Linked DNA regions of Salvelinus alpinus: region 2 is linked to region 1. Evidence: chromatin contacts called from public Hi-C data. All regions are on one chromosome and are shown on one strand. Each heading gives the region's core, a stretch centred on a gene start, on an enhancer-like site or on the middle of the called end of the contact. The rest is flanking DNA. Distances are from core to core; before and after follow the strand shown.

Region 1 (4,851 bases), core at 1,134-3,633:
TAAAATGTGGTATTTTATAAACAAGTCTCCCCCACTCCATTTTCAGTTGGTAGCCCAGCGTCAATCCTAACATGGCGGACTTTTTTTAAAGGAAGAAGCACAACGTTGTAGATGGGAGATGGGGCTGCGATGGTCAGAACTTCAGCAACACTCTGCTGTAACCTGGAAAGCATGCAGCCCCACAATACATTGGAACTGCTTCTCCCCAAACTGAACCACCCGTAACTATTCTAACCACCCCCAAATCCCGCAACCACAACAGGATTCCGCATGAGGTGGCGGTTGATCATTTTATTGAAACTTGTACAAAACAAAAAGAGTTACATGGAATTGTGCCCGTCACACAGCAAACTAAAAAATGTAAGGAAAAAAACTAAATCACCACTCATCCCACATCTGTCAAGCCGCTTGTCCATGTTTGCACTGGACTGCTCCCGTATGAGGGGAGAGTTAAACTGGTAGTAAAAAGTCTCAATTCAGAGGTATTCATTATCTTAAAGGGGGATGCGGTGATTGCAGCACGGGGGAGAGAAGTATCACAACCAGGGGAGCGGGGGCTGCTGAGAGCTTCTAGAATCCGTGGACCTTGAGCTGCTCCTCTTTCGCCAGGCCAATCTGGAAGTGGGATGAGGGCAGAAGAGACATCACACAAATGAACTTCGAACTCTAGTTACTGAACATTTACAAACAGGGGCTTTTCTATGAGAGCCATCTTATACGCCACACTTGTGTGTACTATACACTGGGTGCAATGTGCTATAATAGGAACAAGAGTCAAACCTACCTCAATCAGAAATGTGCAGATATTCTTGCGCTGGTCACCTTGCAGCTGAATCACTTCCCCATACTCTGGGTGCTCAATCACTGTACCATTGCAGGCAAATTTCTGTTGACAAAGCAGAACTTGTCAAAAGGCCAGTAGCACAAAACATGGATATTTCCTAGTATAAACTCCCTGCCATAACATACCTTCTTAAAGGCCTTGACTAGCTTCTTCTTATCATAGTCGATGGCTATGCCCTGGACCGTGGTCAGAGTCTTCCTGCCGTTACGCTGCTGGATTCTTATGTGGATGTAGTCGTCAGTCCCAGATGGGAGCCTGTCATTACCCTTAGTTGCATCAGCAAATGGGTCTGTGGGGAGGACACCATTTAAAAACAAGTCACACTACAATTCAAAACAAACATCTGTCATGTAAAATTACAAGGAAGCAACCTAAAGTGATAACTAAAATGGTAGTGGTTAGTTTGACCTAGCTAACAAAAGATCCAGGCCGATGAACAGGTGACGTAACGTCTTAGCCACGAGGCTCAGGCCCAAGTAAAACCCTGCAGATGCTTGTCAGCAAATTACATGGAATATGGGATTAGAGAGGGGGGGAAAAATCCCACAGAGAGTAGGCGGCTAATCTGCTCAAACCTACATTTATTCGGAATATTGAGATTAGTGACATGGGAGAAAGTCGAATGGCCCAGCCCAGATAGACAATCATTCCGGGAAAACAAGCAGAAATTTCGAAATGAAGTAATGAATGTTAGAGAAACCAACAATTCAGCGGGGCTACATTATTTGATCTGGCCATTTACGTAACCCTTAAAATATAGTTTACGCTTCACCCCAAAAGGCCTTCCCGGCAGGGTCGTATTACATACAGACAAAGGCAAAAACATAAATTTATATTCGGTCCATTGTTGATAGCTAACGTTAGTGCCAGAAAGACAACCGACAGTAAGAACGAGTTACTCCCAAATCGGTATTGTACATTGATCAATGTATCCACAATAGACTAGTTAGATATACCGGCTACAAATCCGCGTTCGGGCCTAAAAAAAGGAAGTGAACTTCGGCCTAGTTGAAGTCTGATGGATATTAGCCAACATTCGCAAAAAACAAAAAAGCTATTAATATAAATAATTTTCAATCGGGGGGGGAATGTTCTCTATAAATAACCAGATTTTTCATGAACATATTAAAATCAAAACGTTATATTTAGTTGGAACGCCGTCAAAATTCTTACAAATGCTAGCTAACGTTAGCAGCAGCCCTTCCCCCACTTTTTCGACCCCGCGTTTGCCGAGATGGTTGAAATGTCTTACCGAAAGTTTGGAGGTTCTGGATAGCGGACATACGATAAGATTTCCTTTCCTTTCGGATAATAACTGGTTCGCGATAGACTGGTCTGCTTAATTTGTTTTTCTTTCTTTAAATCTTCCTTTTCACTGGGACGACGTTTTAGTCAGCTGAAAGACTCTCACAAAATGGAGATTGTTTAGCTTGCAAAGTAGAAAACAACCCTTTATAGCGCCTCCCCGCACGTAAGAACGTGCATCACGCCACACCCTATTTTACTGGAAAAATTACGTAATTATCTATTTCAGAAGGCAAAATACCAACACCTGGAACCTAGGCTAAATAAAAACTATAGCACAAATATCTAAATTAAATGTGAAGATCTTAGTTAATAAAGCAATGTTCTTCGTCGATGAAACAATGGTCAGTGGTACATTATTCAATTTTAGGAAATATATTGTTATATATTACTTATATATATATTGTTATATATATATACTGTTTTTGGTATTTCTACACCTGCATTGCTTGCTGTTTGGGGTTTTAGGCTGGGTGTCTGTACAACACTTTGTGACATCAGCTAATGTAAGAAGGACTTTATAAATACATTTTATTTTATTTGTTTTTAACTGACTAACTAAAGGCTTCTCCTAAAATGTAGTAGACCGAGCCCCCTCGAGAGAGAGTTGCAGATTACAGTAAAACATTCTTATGCCGACTATAAAATGTGTTGGCACCTTCAATTAATGCACCTTTTCTCATAAAAAAGTCAATTTCAGCACCCCTCTTGATGAAGGCAGATTCAGAGGGGTTGGGTTAAATGCGGAAGACACATTTCAGTTGAAGGCATTCAGTTGTACAGCTGACTAGACATCCCCTTTCCCCTTTTTATCTCAAATGTAAACACGACCTCACTTGAAAACTCTAGCTGCTGTTTGTCTGTGTCTGATGGGACAGTGCTATCCGGCATCCTTGGGACGTCCCAACGATAAACTGTAATCTTAAAACCCCTTAACCTAACCCTAACCATTTAAAATGTAAACTTCAATGGGGTAGGGACATCCCAAGGATCCCTGATAGAACGGGCCGTGTGTGATGAACTCCCAATGACTGAAATAAGGAAAATATCTGTTTTGGAGTGTACTTGAAATATGCAGCATGCAATCCGAATTGTCTTGATTGTATGAAGAGGTATCCTGTTGACCATATTTAGCCAATTTATAGAAAGCTAGCCAATGCTTAGAGTTTGACTAACCTAGCCTGCTACTGTAAATGTAAATGTGCCTGCTGAGGCTAGTGTTTCATTAGCTATCTCTCTGTCAGTGAACACATTTTTGAATCATGATTTGGCATGATTATGGGGTGGTTTCGCGGACAAAGATTAAGCCTAATCCTAGACTAAATTGCACTTTTAAACTGGACTAACTGAAATGTAATTTCTCAGACATGGTTGAAAATAGCCTCAGAGTTGCTCTAGTCTAGATTTTAAAAATCTGATTTCCAGAAGGACTATTAGAGTAAATCTAGATTTAAGTGAAGGCTTAAATTAAACCTGTCCAGAGTCAGGTTTAACTTCAGATTAATGGACGTTGGCCCCCAGGTTGACCTTGGCAATGGAGTAAAATGGATTACCCTGGACTAACTCAATGATGATCAAAGAGCACCACCAAGGCCAGACAAAAGGATAGTTATAGACAGGAACAACCCACTGAAGGATTTTGATTAAATCAAATTTCCGTGACTATTTCCTTACGTACAAAGAAAATGCAGCTAACATAGAGTTATATGAATATGGGAACTTGTCTGGAGTCATTGGCTAAATAGATTGATGTCATATTCCCATTAAGTGTCCCTCTGCAGCAGATGCTGAGGAGTACAGGAATCGTAAATCTGGTTCTAAATAAATGTACAAAGTGTGTGCACTCCCACTTTGCAGTTCTCCAACATGGTTGCACATTGGAAAGGTACGCCTTCTGACTCAAGGATTTTCCAAAACTGTATGCTCAGCTTGAAGGAGGACAACATTGTGGAATCATACTTGGTGACAGTGGGTATGCACAGACCAACTTCTTGTTCACCCCCTATCTTCATGCAATAGGACCTGAACAACAACTGTACAACCCAGCTCATATCCGCTCCAGAGGTGTAGTGGAGCGCATGTTTTGGTGTATGGAAGAGTCCTTTCCAGTGTCTCAGAAACACATTGCGTTTTCAACCAAGAAGATGCTGCAATGTCATAATTTCAACAGCAGTGCTTCACAATTACCTCAACCAGCATGGCTGCCCAGATCCTCACACTGAAGATAAGGATGATCCAAACGTTCCCATGGTTGAGGCAGACACCGACAGAAATGGACAAGCCTACAGAGATGCTTTTGCTATGCAGGACTTCTCACAACAAAGATAGCTCAAGTGATTGACGCAAACATTAGCCAATATTGGGACCATGAACTGGTGCTGGTTCGAGAATAACATTGGCACTGCTGCTGCTTAATTTCTCTCTCCTCCTTCATAGTGTAAGGTTAAAATTGATTATGGGGGTCTTCTAAAGACCCCCACCATTGATTATGTTGTTATTAATTTGCTTATGTGCCATTGTACTTATGCTCACTGTATAGCTGAATATTGAGGCCTCTGTCTGTGTCTAGCTCTCTGCTAAAATCCGCAGCCCCGCGTCTGTGAGAAAAGGTGTGAAAAGGGACTGAGGGTGATAGTGTCTGACAGTGTCTGTTTTTCTATGAAACAAGAGCAGATTTGCATGCCACTGAGACAGGTTCTCAG
Region 2 (4,851 bases), core at 786-3,285, 130 kb before region 1:
CCACAGCACACTTTATGCTACCGGAGAACAGACCGAGTACATAACCTCCTTTCTCGTGGACAGACTACATAAACAGTACAGTAGATCTTTTATGATACAATGGGATGCGTGAGATAACGAGCAGCATTAGATCGGGTGCTTTGGATAAATCACGATTTCACAGGCGTCTTTCAAATTTGGGATGGGGGGGGGGGGGGGGTTATTTGGACCATAGACTTGCCCGTAACTAACCGAGATTATACATAGCCTGACAGGCTTGCAAAAAGCCATGTCACAGTTGGTGCAAGGGAATTAGCCGGGTAGAACGTGTTCTTGATAGGGGACTTTCTATTTCGTGAATCTTTCGCATCAAGTCATTAATTAGCGTGAATTAGATGTTGAGGATGATTACTTGAGCGAGCAGCGCTAATCACTTGAATAAACCAGAAGGGCTCTGCGTACATCCCAAAATGGCACCCTAATTCTTATATAGTGTACTACTTTTGACCAGAGTCCTATGGGCCCTGGTCAAAAGCAGTGCACTATAAAAAGCAAATAGGGTGCCATTTGAGACACATCCTCTGATTGGGCTTGGCAGGGAGAGGATAGCACGCACAATCACGGGCCCACGAGAACAGCTTTTTTCAGATTTCAGTAGTGCTCTCCGCACAAGGTGAAACAAATTCACAACACAACACCAGTGAATATAAATCCCTTTGAAAAAGGGACCTATGAGTTGTCAAGTTGGTTGGACAACTAATTCATATGAACTACACTGGAGCTAGGCCTTCATCATGGCTCAAACCCATTAAATATGTCCCTATCATAGGTTTGATACAGTTCTCTCTTAGACCCACACAGTTAGTTGCACAGGAAGCATTTTGCATCCAGGTGACACCTTCCATGCTTCAATAAGTTCTTACCTGGCTGAAGGTGGGGGGTGGAGGGGGGCCTCCAGGGGGTGGAGGGGGAGGGGGAGGAATCGGCATCTTGACCCACTGAACAAGTCTTGTGGATGGCCTGGGTTCTCAGATACAAACTGTCACCACCTGCAATAACGCATTAAAACATGTTTCAGAGTCATCCAGTGACATTTCAGTCTCATCCATTGATAATGTTATCTAGTATGAATTTGTCAACTAGCACAGTTAGCTAAGTAGAGGTATATTTTAAACCACGTAGCTAGATAGCCATCTAATAAATGTTAACCTTCTGGGCTCATGTGACATTGTTATTGATGACGTCTTCATTTCATTAGCAAGTTGGCCTATCTAGCCAGCAGATATCTAACGTTTGGTCAGTGCTGCTGTGGAATGTAAATGAGCCGACTGTAGATAGCGTTAAGTAATCCAATAGTGTGAAATCTCCAAATAAACCTGGTCATCGGTAGCTAGGTCAGATTAGCGAATAGTTAGCATAACAATTAGTTGACTAACGTTATGTAAATTAGCAAGCTGACAAACTAAGGTTAGCTAGTTAACCAATTAGCATACAAACTTGAAGCCATCGCGGAGGCCCTGCTGCAAAAGGATAACTAGCTAGCACCATACACAACAGCTCAACTAGCTAGCATCTTGTAATAAAGCATGGCTACGATACATCCTAACTAAACGTAACGTTAGCTATGAATCTCAGCTATATAAATTACATACATGGCGCGAGCGCATCATGGCTATCATGTTCGGCTAATGTGTTAATGGCTGTCATATTAGCTAACTACAGGATCTGTAGCGAGCTAGCTGGGTTAACCTGCCAGAGTTGGAAACCCTTGCAAGTTAGCTTAATTAGGCTAGCTAGATTGCTTCACTTACTTGAGTTTCTTAGCAGCCCATTCGTTTGATATTTGACGTTTTAACTCATATTTGTTTCTTCGTTCTCGGTAGTTCCTTCATCTCAAGTGTATTATAAATTTCAAGCTGGCCATTGATATTTCACTCCTGCATTCACTCTCACACCCTTCACTTGCAGCACAGATTTGCTGAAGCAGTGAAGATGGAAGTGTGCAGATGGAAAATGTACACCGCAGTGTACTAGAGATGGTAAAGAAAGCGAGACACCTCACTCCCTAATTTATTCGGAGCGGAGCCACTCTGGTCTACCTATTGCCCCCGCCCCGCGGAGGGAAGGGGGGGGGTGGGCAGAAGCGAAATATCTGCGGGGCGGGGAGAGCAGGGAGGGGACAATAGGGCACCAACGAGTGGTTCCAGGAAGTGAATTGTCAATGCAATCACCCGTTGTGATAATAAATATTAGCGACAGCAATATTACCAAAGATGTTCTACTAAGATAGACCACATCCTGTCGGGAAAAAAATCCGGTCGTTTCCAATGGGAGGAAAATGAGCCGAGTAGGTGGGATCAAGTGTCGAGATGGGTTTTTCAAAGTCGCGTTGATTTGGTCTATCAGATGTCAGTCAGATGGCTTCGTGGCGTCAATAAAATACATCGTCATCATATTCAAATTAAGTTCAAAATGAGATGCAGACGATCAAATCAAAGTTTATTTGTCACGTGCGCCGAATACAACAGGTACAGTGAAATGCTTACTTACAGGCTTTAACCAACAGTGCAAAAATGTATTATCTAAACAATAGGTAAGTAAATAAATAAAAACAACAGTAAAAAAGACAGTGAAAAATAACAGTGAACTGGAGATTTGGAGAAGAGGGACTTCAACATTTGATTTTTGCTTCGATGTAATTATGATGTTGATAAAATCCCAGTAAAATTGGCCAAATTCCATAAACAGGCCCTTTTAGCTTGGATGTTAGCATATAAACACAATTTTTCCCTTCACAGATACTTTCTATGGAACAACAAAGACATACGATTTAAAAATAAGTCAATTTTTTTCGTAACTGGTTTGAGAATAAAATTATTTTGGTTGGTCAGTTATTGAATGAGGATGGATATCTACTCTCATATGGGGAATTTCTTGACAAGTTAAGAATTCCAATAACCCCGAAAGAATATGCAATTGTTTTTTATGCGATTCCAAGGGGGGTTGTATTTTTTTTTTAATTCCTCTGTGGTTGATGTAAGTAACATAGATTTACATGAAAATATATTCATTGGCAATATTAACATCAAAGATAAATGTAGTAAACAGATTAGAAATATTGTTTGTGATACTACAATTCCCTCAGCCAGATTTTTTTGGTCGAATATCTATGGTGATATACAGTGGGGGAAAGCAGGGAAAATTGCTAACAAATATTGTATCAGTAACAAGGTAAAGGAAGTTTAACTTAAAATGTTACATAGAATTTATCCTGTGAAACATGTTTTGGAAAGATTCAAGCTGAATATTGACTATAATTGTGATTTCTGTGGATTGGAGAAGACCATTTTGCATTTGTTTTTTGCCTGTATTTATAGTAGAATTTTTGGGATTGACATACAGAACTTTGTTACAACAAAAAAATAGCACCGGTTGTACAATTTAATGGTTTTGATATAATGATTTATTTCAGAAATTATGACATTGATAAAGATGTAGTATATTTAATTTAACTGCTAATAATATTAGGTACATTTCATATCTACAAATGCAAATGGTCTAAATCAAAACCTAACTTTTTTCACTTTATTTTTTTTCAATTTAAAGTTCAAGGTTCTTATTAGCTATTTCCAGCCTTAGCTGAGACGACAAGCAAATAATTCGTTTTTCGTTTTTACAGTACCTAACACAACCTGTATCCGCTCATTTCCCTAATCACCCGATTCACTCTGTCCAATTTGAAATATAGTTGAGTAGTGGAGACCAGAGTCTATCAAACTTGGGCTGTCTCTTGCGGAGGTCATAAGTGAGCTTTTCAAGAGGGAGAAAGTCAACAATCTGGTCAATCCACATTTTAAATGTAGGAGAAGTATTAGAGGCCCACAATAGAATAATACATTTCTTAGCAAAGTATGTAATGGTCATAAGCAAATTTTCTCTGTCAGGATCAAGAACAAAGTCCTGCTGGGCATTAAGAAGATAGATACACGGGGTCATATCAAACTTAACATCTAGTATTTTCTGTGCAGCAGTATGTATAGATTGCCAAAATCTGGCAATCTCTCTACAGCTCCAAAATACATGCATATAGGTTCCACTTTCAGCGGTACATCTTTTACAGTTAGGAGAAATGTCTGTTTTCATTCTATGGAGTCTCATTGGAGTGTAATAACATTTGTACAAAAATGTGTAATTAGATTCTTTCAGTTTTACATTAGTAGAGGAGCAGTATACCCTGTCGCAAACCTCCGCCCATAACTCATCACTGATAGTCAGACCCAAGTCCTTTTCCCAGATTATTTTCAAAGGAGTAAAGGAGGAGCCTCCTTTCTCAGAAAGGAGTCTATAGATATAGGAGGTTTTGCCTTTAATGGATTGTGCTGTGACCAGAAGGGTTTCAACTTCATTTAGCTGAGCTCTAAACCTCCTCTTGGAAGTAAATGAGGAAATTACATGTCTAATTTGAAGATATATATTTTTTTATGGGATCTTGGCACATTGAATTCACTGCAAAGCTCTTGAAAGGATTTCAGTGTGGTGGTTTTCTGATGAAATAGGTCTGAAAAGGTCCTGAGGTCCTAGAGTATGCCAAAGATTAAAGTTGGCATCACTCAGGGCTTTTGGCAAGTCTAGGTTGCCTACTATAGGCGAGTGAGAACATATTTGGGAGGAAATGCCCAGGTATGAACCACAGGATTGGGCTTCTATCTGAATCCACGTTGACTCTTTTTTTCACTTTATAAATTAATTTAAACAATATGGCACTACTTTAACTAAAATGAAAAATGAAAAAGCAGTTGTTTTATTAATGAATATGATTTGCTTGTAGGATTCCTGGCAATGTAAATATTTTGTATGTATGCTTGTTTGCAT

What was found. A called contact is a pair of places that touch in the nucleus more often than the background predicts.
Region 2: a contact with region 1 is called in a Hi-C map of red muscle, with 7 times the contacts expected there. The contact joins the promoter of LOC139579630 here to the promoter of LOC139579529 in region 1. A contact is called at or near these places in 2 of 3 Hi-C or Micro-C datasets (muscle and red muscle).

Annotation. Positions count from the first base shown.
Region 1 is chr1:51,400,154-51,405,004 of SLU_Salpinus.1, reverse strand. It overlaps LOC139579529 (eukaryotic translation initiation factor 1b-like), which reads right to left and starts at 2,383. Exons shown (of 4, transcript XM_071408258.1): 1 at 2,097-2,383; 2 at 970-1,133; 3 at 785-886; 4 at 1-615. The coding sequence starts at 2,127. The coding sequence ends at 571.
Region 2 is chr1:51,534,525-51,539,375 of SLU_Salpinus.1, reverse strand. It overlaps LOC139579630 (WAS/WASL-interacting protein family member 2-like), which reads right to left and starts at 2,035. Exons shown (of 8, transcript XM_071408448.1): 1 at 1,791-2,035; 2 at 903-1,028. The coding sequence starts at 968.